Linked DNA regions of Sus scrofa: region 2 is linked to region 1. Evidence: chromatin contacts called from public HiChIP or PLAC-seq data. All regions are on one chromosome and are shown on one strand. The core of a region is the stretch at or near the end of the contact, and the rest is flanking DNA. Distances in the headings are between cores, read along the strand shown. Region 1 overlaps LRIG1 (leucine-rich repeats and immunoglobulin-like domains protein 1). Region 2 has its middle 210 kb from the start of LRIG1.

What was found. HiChIP or PLAC-seq counts read pairs in DNA pulled down with a chosen protein or histone mark.
Region 2: a contact with region 1 is called in an H3K27ac HiChIP or PLAC-seq map of skeletal muscle, with 5 times the contacts expected there. The contact joins two enhancer-like sites. A contact is called at or near these places in 3 of 47 Hi-C or Micro-C datasets (embryonic fibroblasts, fetal heart ventricle and psoas muscle) and 1 of 2 datasets of contacts at active chromatin or transcription factors (skeletal muscle).

Annotation. Positions count from the first base shown.
Region 1 is chr13:47,932,544-47,936,831 of Sscrofa11.1, reverse strand. LRIG1 (leucine-rich repeats and immunoglobulin-like domains protein 1) reads left to right here. Exons shown (of 20, transcript XM_005669717.3): 9 at 1,315-1,458; 10 at 3,465-3,545. Among named protein-coding and RNA genes, the nearest start is that of LRIG1, 93 kb to the left of the region's middle. Within about 2 kb of position 2,366, at least 21 of the 83 cell types and tissues checked have an H3K27ac peak or open chromatin away from gene starts, as enhancers often do. A contact at or near this core is called in skeletal muscle, where this site is marked.
Region 2 is chr13:48,230,617-48,234,904 of Sscrofa11.1, reverse strand. No RefSeq gene overlaps it. Among named protein-coding and RNA genes, the nearest start is that of LRIG1, 210 kb to the right of the region's middle. Within about 2 kb of position 2,429, at least 12 of the 83 cell types and tissues checked have an H3K27ac peak or open chromatin away from gene starts, as enhancers often do. A contact at or near this core is called in skeletal muscle, where this site is marked.

The DNA of each region.
Region 1 (4,288 bases), core at 1,117-3,616:
TAGTCTTGCCTCTTTCCCAGAACTGGCTTTCCTTGGAGTCTAAGTGTGCGTGTGTTAGCATTCAACCTTTTGGGTGTAGCTTCCTGACCCTTCCAGGCAGCACAGCTGCACGGGGTTCTCACATGGAATTGGAGGCTCCTGAAAGGCTCTTGGCTCAGGCTGGGACCCTAGGGACCTCCAGGACCTGTGGTTTTCTGTGTCCAGCCCCCCATGCTGGACTCCATGCACTTGCACAGCCTAGGAGGGTGAGTGCACCCCAGTGCTGAGGCAGCAATGGCGGGGGGCACACCCCCTGTGCCCTTCAGAAGGGGCAGGGAAGGTCACAGGAGTCCGCCCTGACCAGCCTATCACTTTTCCGATAGTAGCAAAGTAACCTTGGAGCCAGACTTAGGCTTGCTTCCCTTCGTATGTGCCCTACCCCTCCTTTAAAAGGCTAAATTCTTTAATTGCAGGTGAGGATATAATTTTGATCTCCTGCCAGCTTTTTGCAGCTGACAGACACCATGACTTATTTCTTCAGTAAAGAAAGACTGTCGCTCCCTGCTGGCTTTAAAGACTTACCAGTGTTCTCTGAATTTATTTTCCTTCCTCCTGCCCCAGGCCAGAGTTCCCATCTTTTCTTGATAGATGACCAATATCTAACTAGCCCACCGAGGGCTTTGTCAGGGATGCAGGGGATGTGCTGGGAGGAAGGAACGTTTCATTCTGATACTTGGGGAAGGTTTGCAATTGCGTGGGGGATGGGGGTCCCTGTCCTGTTTACAGTAAGGGGTTCATGCTAAGAGGCTGGCTTGGGTGAGCACAAGGAAGTCAGGATGGGAGACTCTAGGCCTGTGTTGCTGCCCAGGTAAGGTTCACACATCAGGGAGGAAGGCTTGTTCCAGGCAGTAGCTAGTGGTGCCCTCTGCTGGCCAATGTTGGGTGGCTGACAGCTCCCTTGTTCACTGTGAGAAACCACTGGGATCCCATTCACAGAGTCTCAGGCCACAGATGTGAGCGGTCTTGCCTGGCATAAACCAGGACCAGCCATGGACACTAGGTGCATGAAGGGGTTGGAGCCTTGTGGGTCATTGTTGTATGACCTTAATAGTCCTTACAACTTAAAGATCTCTTTCTAGGAGTCAGATTGTAGGAGTATCGGGCCTCAGTGGTTTTCTAGCAATGAGACCATTCTGTCCTCAGGATTCCTGTGGGTGTCCCTTCCCACTGGGACCCAGATGACTGGCCAACTGTGGCTCCATGTTTGGAAGAGGAGAGGGAGGGCCATCCCCTGCCATCTCATGGTGATGTTTGCTTTCCCCTCCCCTTCCTCAGGATTCTGTCCTTCAATAATCTGACCCGGCTGGATGAGGAGAGCCTGGCCGACCTGAGTAGCTTGAGCATTCTGCGCCTCAGCCATAATTCCATCAGTCACATCGCAGAAGGCGCCTTCAGGGGACTCAAAAGCCTCCGTGTCTTGTACGTCTTCATTGTTGGGTTGATGGGAGAATAGAGCAGACCAGCTGCTTCACTAAATTCCTTTCTCGCTGGTATCGAGTCAGAATTGGATCCAGAGCTCACATGTGATGTGTGCAGGGTGTCAAACTTTCATGTAATAGGAACAAGAACTGGTTGAGGAGGAAAAGGTCCCTCATTCCCATCCAGGGTGGTGCCTAAGGTGACGATGACAAAGAGCTCTGGTTACCACGCGCTGGTTCTCGCAGTGCCTTGGCAGTCAATCCTGCTTCCCCTGGCCTCCCACTGCAGACTCCAGGACAGCGGCCGTAGGGCCGTCTTTCCCATTTTGAGCCTTCCTGATGCAACTTCCAACTTTAAGTCCTGAATATGTTTTTACCTGAGCCATGGCAAACACCGAGGCTCCTGTCTAGGGCTGGCATCAGCATTCCTGTAGTGCACCTGAGTCCAGGACACCTGCTTCCAGGAGAGGTGACTGGGGAGTACTGGGTCTCGCCCTAAGCCTTCTCTGGGTCGTTTAACAAAACAGAGGTGGCCGTGTCATTTCCTTCTAAGTTCTCAACGAGGTGGGGAAAGTTGCCAGAAGTTGCTGTGGGGTGCTTTTCTAGGACTTAGAATTTTTTAGTTGTGGGTTTCTGAGAACTTCCAGCCAATAGAGAAAAACCAGCTATTTTAGGGGCGGGGGGGGGGGGCATTTGGATTTGAGCAGACAGTGGCTGCCATGGGTTCTGAGGCCTCCTTCCCAGAAAGAGCGGCCTGTTCGGGAGTGACAGGGCGGAAGGCCTTTGCACTTGCACCTGGCAGAGCGAACGGAGATTGTTAACGCCAGGCCGTCGTTGGGGAGCGTGAAAGAGCCCAGATGCCAGGCTATTCAAGCCGAGGTCAGCCTCCAAGCCCTTGCAGGGCTGCATAACAAGGCTGGAACGTTTAGACTGAGCGGGCCAGAGAAAAGAGAAAATCCTTGGCAGCCACGGTGAGGAGCAAGGGGACAGGCACACAAAGCCGGGTCCGGGCTTTTCAGTATTAAGATGAGAGGGAGGAACCCGCGGCAGGAGGAGTCCCTTCAGAAGCCTTGGAGTCACAGCACTCTGAGATTCCTGCTGTAAAGTGAAGGTCACAGCGAGCAGCATTTCACTCTGCAGGCCATGCTCCCCTCCCTGCTGGAGCTCACAGGAGCCAAGAGCACCATCCCTTTCTGTTCCTGGCCTGCCTCTGCTGCAGGGGCTCAGGAGAGGAGGGCGGAGGAAACCTTGTGGAAAGTTGGAGGGGGCCAACCCAGGGGCCTGGTCACCAGGTGGGGCGTCTCGCCTGGCTCGGTGACCTGCCCTTGGAAGCTGGGGGAGGAAGCTGAGTCATTGGCCTTGTGATTTGTGCTGCTGGAGAAGACTCGGCTCAGAAGTTGGCCCCATGCTCCAGTCCTGGCAAGTGGGTCACAAGGCTGACTCAGCACCCAGATGTCGTCCCTGGCGGGGAGTCAGCACCTGTGCAGGCCCCAGGCAGGGGGAGACGGGGGCTCCAGGCTCCAGACCCACCTGCCAGCCTAGATGTGGCCCAGGGAGGGCCCTAGGCAGGGGCCTCTTTTTTCCTTGTCCCTTTTCTCCGGTGCCTTCTGCATTTTCCTGGTCAAGTTCAGAAAAGGGCCCCTGGGTGGTGTGAAAGCAGGCAGGAACCTTAGGGAACTTTTCGGGTTCCTTCTCAGAGCAGAGGCCAGAAGTCTGCTCTTGGGGCAGAATCAAAAGCATGCTTTCCCATGGGCCATCTGCAGCCCTTCCCTGGGTCTGGCTGAGCCTACTGGGGAGCGGCAGATGCAGCCAGGAAGCTGCTGGTCTGAGACACATGTCAGCTTTGTTGAGTGCCTGAGAAAGCCAGGCTACAGGGCAGGGGGTGCCTGCTGGTCACGCCTCTCAGCACAACTTGACATTATGTCTGGACATCTAGAACGTGTCAAGATGTTTTGAGCTTGCAAGTGACAGACTGGGCAGTGAGCCTTCTGTCCATCTCCTTCCTAGGGAGCTGGACCACAACGAGATTTCGGGCACCATCGAAGACACCAGTGGCGCCTTCACAGGACTGGACAGCCTCAGCAAGCTGTGAGTATCTGGACCCTGGGAGGTCCCTTACAGCCCTGCCGCCACCACCCCCATTCTGGGCTCTCCCACGGCACCACTGGCTCCTTTATCTTCTCTTGTTGTGGAAGAGGCATCCGCACAGGAGAGCAGCCCCCAGGTTCTCTAATGCCTGCGCCTGGACTGCCTACCCATGAGGCGGGGGCCCTGCTTCCAGGAAATGTCAGTCACAGCAGCGACTATCAAGAGTTTTTGCAGAAACCAAAGTCTGGACCCCACAATCCACATGGGAGAAACGAAGGCCTCTTCTTGGCTGTGTCATCCAAAGAACTGGACATGGGGAAGGGGTGAGGGTGACCCCTGCAGCGGCTGGACCTTGCTAATGAAAAGTATCAAGGTTCTAGCTTTCCCTTCTTGTTATCGGAGGTGCTCAGGCCTGCAGGCTCCTTGTAACCCTGGGCGTTGGTTTTTCCGGGGCTGGAGAGCTGGTGTTAGACCTGTTGGATCTTCTCTACTGTTCAGTTCTTAAGTGATGTGAAAAGAGCCCAGTTTGTTCTTTGATCAAAGGAGCCTTGCCCTCTTACCCAATCTCTAGAAGTTTTAAACATCTGAAGCCAAGTAACTCTTGATGGTTTTGAGTCTCAGGTAGTGTTTTTGTTGTCAATTCTGATCTTCAACAGAAACAATCATTACCAAGGGTAATATAGTAGCTGTTTTTTATTCACAGTTTCCGGTGTTTGAGGTTTGTTTTTTTAAGCTCCTGTACT
Region 2 (4,288 bases), core at 1,180-3,679, 300 kb before region 1:
TTTTCTCATTTGTAGACACATGAAAAGAACTCTGCTGGATTGTGAGGATTATATTAAATGCGTATCTGGAAACTGCTGTTTAAATTACGATCTTTCCAGCAAGGCTTTATCACCCAAACAGTGACGGGGGATCTGTCATTTTTCAGTTTCTGCCTTGCAGTAAGAGAAGAGCAAATGGCCAAAAGTATCACCCTTTCTTTCAAAATAATTTTTTGAAGTTTTTAAAGCCAGGGCTGGGTTTTAAGGAAGGCCTCGGAGGTCTGGACACTTGGGTCTGATGAACTCAGTGAAAGACACCTAGTTCCAAACTTTTTACACAGGGAGGTAACTTTAAAAACAAAAAAGGCACACCACCTGCTGGTTTCTTTATTGGGAAACCAAGAATTATGTAACTCCAAATCATAAACAATCCGCATGCGAAATGAGAAGGTGTAGAAGGGACAAGTTTAATCAAGTTTATGGGCATTTTGAGACCTGTAACCACAAAACAAGCACAGGTGAAGAAATCTTCAGTTGCAAGGTTGTTGGATGCCAAGTCAAGCCTCAGGATAAACTTGTTTCGTTCTGAGCTCTGGCATGAGAGTGCAAAAAGGCAAAGCAGTAGGAAGCCTGGAGGGAGAATACTTTGATCGGTCAACAATTTAGTTTATAGAAAATTAGCTCAGATCATTAACTTAGGGGCCACATTGCAGAAAGAGTTACAGAGAGCAGTAGCATATTGGGGGTTGGTGATGTCATGATTTGAATTGTTGGCTACTTTCCACTGATATGGAAAGCAGGTGTCTAAACATCCATGAACCCAGCTGAATGTGAGGAGTATTTTCTTTGAAAGACTCTCATTTGGCATCAGAATATCTTTCCTTTAGACCAGAAATCAGCAAACTTTTCCTGTAAAAGGCCAGATAGTGAATGTTCTCAGCTTTGCAGGCCATACGGTCATTATCAAAAGTACTCCCACTCCTGCTGTCATAGTATTAAAGCAACCAGAGACAGTCTGTAAACACATGACCATGACTGCCTTCCAATAAAACATATTTATAAAAAGAGGTTATGGGCCAGACTTAGTCTTTAGACCATAGTTTGCTGACTCCTGCTTTGGACCAATATTCTCTATTTTGGTCACCCCAGACCCTGAACTATTTATATCACCAGCTAATATCATATTCTTTGTGTTCAAGAAGAATTTAGTTTGTCTTTTCAATAGAGTGGATTTGTGTTGGATGTTTTGAATCTGTGAGTTAGTCCAGGAAATAGTCCTACCATAAAAATATCAGAGGAAAATTCTCTCTTGCCTTCTGACATTTTCCCCCCTTGGGAGATCTTCTGAACATGGCTACAAATTGCCTAGTTCGACTTGTAACTCTAGTTTTAATCCTATCTTTCAGCAAATTCCCCAAGCACCAATAAACCTTCATCTTTCACACAGTAGAGGGGCCCCTGGTTTTTTTTTCCAACACACTGGATGAGCAAAGACAAGTCAGTTTATCAATGTATATACTACAGAGTAACTTGCTACTCGTGCTCCATGAATATTAGATGAATGGAAAAGTGAGCAAGTGAAGAGAGGAAAGAAGGAAGGAGCAAGGAGGGAGAGAGGAAGGAGGAAAGTTATGGGGCCTCCTTGAGTCTGTGTTTTAATGTGTTTGCCACACTGATATTTCTTATTCTTTTACTGGCAGATGTGTAGTCAAGGGCTTTCGGGATACATGTTTGGTTTGTAACATTTAACAGAAATAGACTCACAAATAGAGAAAACAACCTTATAGTTACTGAAGGGGAAAGGGTGTGAAGGGATAAATTAGGAAGTTGGGATTAACAAATACATACCACTGTATAACTAACTAACAAGGACCTACTGTATAGCACAGGGAACTATATTCAATACCTAGTAATAATCTGTAATGGAAAAGAATCTGAAAAATTACATATGTATAACTGAATCACTTTGCTGTATACTTGAAACATTGTATACTTCTATTTTAAAAAATTGACTCATCAGTAAGGAGAGAATTACTCATTTATTCAACACAGACTTATTCAGGAGTGACACTGTGCCATGATTTGGGGACACAATGATGAACAAACTAGTTGAAAATCCCTGCCCTCGTGGAGCTTATTTTCTACTGGCAAAGGCAGCCAGTAAACAAGTCAATACCTAATAAGGTGCCCAGGCTCACTCCACAACTATCAGCAATTGCCTTTGCTCCTCTCATTAATTATTTGCTGAAGGAGTCCTTAAAGCCCTCTTTTCCTCTGCTTCCCTCCTGCAGAATGGATCTGTATGGTGGTCATGGGGTAAAGTTGAGGCCATAAAAAAGTGAGGACTGGGATGGACTCCCAGCTTCCGTGAATAGCTCTCTTGCTCTGGCACCAGGCTGGGAGAAAGGAGGTGCTTCTTTTCCAGCAATGTGAACTTTCCCAGGCTGGCAGCTCTCAGGCAACTATAAAATGCTGGTGACAGCTTCAGTAACTAGAGCCAGGGGGCTGTCCTTGACAACTTGAAACTCGTGCCATCTCAGAGGCCCTATCAATAACAACACTGCAAACAGGGCCAGTGCCTGTGGCAATGACAGTCCCCAGAACATCTGTTTTTTCTCTCCCCCAAGCCCCGTGGTCTAGAGCCCACGCCTAGAGCCTGAGCCCCTCAGGGGATAAACAGAAAAGGGGATTAGCCGCCAACCCCTAGAGAAACAACCAAGGAGGTTTGCTGCCGCGCTAGCCAGGCCAACCCATGCTTGTCCAGACAAAGCCTGTCTCTGCTGCGAAGTCTCCAAGGCAAACTACCTGTGTTAGGAGACCGGAGGAGACCTAGGGAGCAGACTTCATCCCAGCCTCCACCACAAGGGCAAGGACAGCATGCCTGTTACCCCAGGAAAGCCAAGCTGGTTCCAAGAGCTGAGACATATTTCATGGGTACACCTGAAGCATCAGATATTCATGAGCTGTCTGATAAATGATCACAAAGGGGACTACGAAAGGGAACGGTCTAACACAGCCATGTCTTCTCAAGAGAAGGCACAGCTCTGAGGACCAACCTCAGGCCATTTCATTTCCTGCTGATCATCATACCTTTCCCCTCTGCAGAGCTCTGTGCTTTCCAGAACACTCCCATTTTTAAAAACAAAAATGTTACCACTTGTTGAGGGTTTACTCTGTGTCAAGTAATGTACTAAGCACTTTACATCTATTATCTTATTTAATCCACTTGACCACTCTGTAAGAGAGCATTACCATTAAACACATTTTTCATATGAGGAAACTAATGCTTGGGGAGGTTGAATAAACATACAGAAGGTCAAGATAGCAGGGGTTGGAGCTGGGATTTAAACCTGGTCATCTGATTTCATCACAAGATGCTACCTTTTATTTCTATTGTTTCGTTTATTCCTTACCACAGCTTTATAGGATAAACAGATGGTGAATTATTTTCCTGATTTTGTGGTTAAGAAATCTGCTGTCCAATACATAGCCACCAGCCCTGTGTGGCTATTTAAATTTGAATGAATTAAAATTAATTAATAAAAATCTCGGCATTCCCATTATGGCTCAGTGGTTAACGAATCTGACTAAGAACCGTGAGGTTGCGGGTTCGATCCCTGGACTTTCTCAGTGGCTTAAGAATCCTGTGCTGTGGTGAGCTGTGGTATAGGTTCCAGGCGCAGCTCGGATCCTGCGTTGCTGTGGCTCTGGCATAGGCTGGCAGCTACAGCTCCGATTACACCCCTAGCCTGGGAACCTCCATATGCCACGGGTGCAGCCCTAGAAAAGGCAAAAAGGCAAAAATAAATAAATAAATAAAGTAAAATAAAATCTTTACATCAGCTCCTATATCCATCCAGCCAACTTTCAAATGCTCAATAGCCGGCTGTGACACGAAAAATTATTAACATTTCTGCAGAAAGTTCTAAGGAATGACACTGACCTGGAACTCTGAGCTGCAGTTAAGCAGTCTCTGAGCCCCCTACCAAGCACCACATTAGAAGGTGCAATGATGAATAAAGGCAACATCTCTTCTGTTGGGAGGTTACAAATCTTGGAGGCTGTGATTGATGGAAAAGCTTGCTGTTAGTACAGACAGAGGCCAGAACCCTGCTCACTCTGTCTCCTTCACCACCTTGACCCTCAGGCCTCTTACTAGAGAGAGAAGAAAGTAAGAAAGTGCCACATGTCCCAACATTGGGTCTTTCTAGATGTACTCTTACACCAGGCTTATACTACACTAGGTTGTTCTCTGGGAAAGTTTGGGAGAGAGATAGATGTAAAAGAGATTTTATGTTGGGAAAAACAC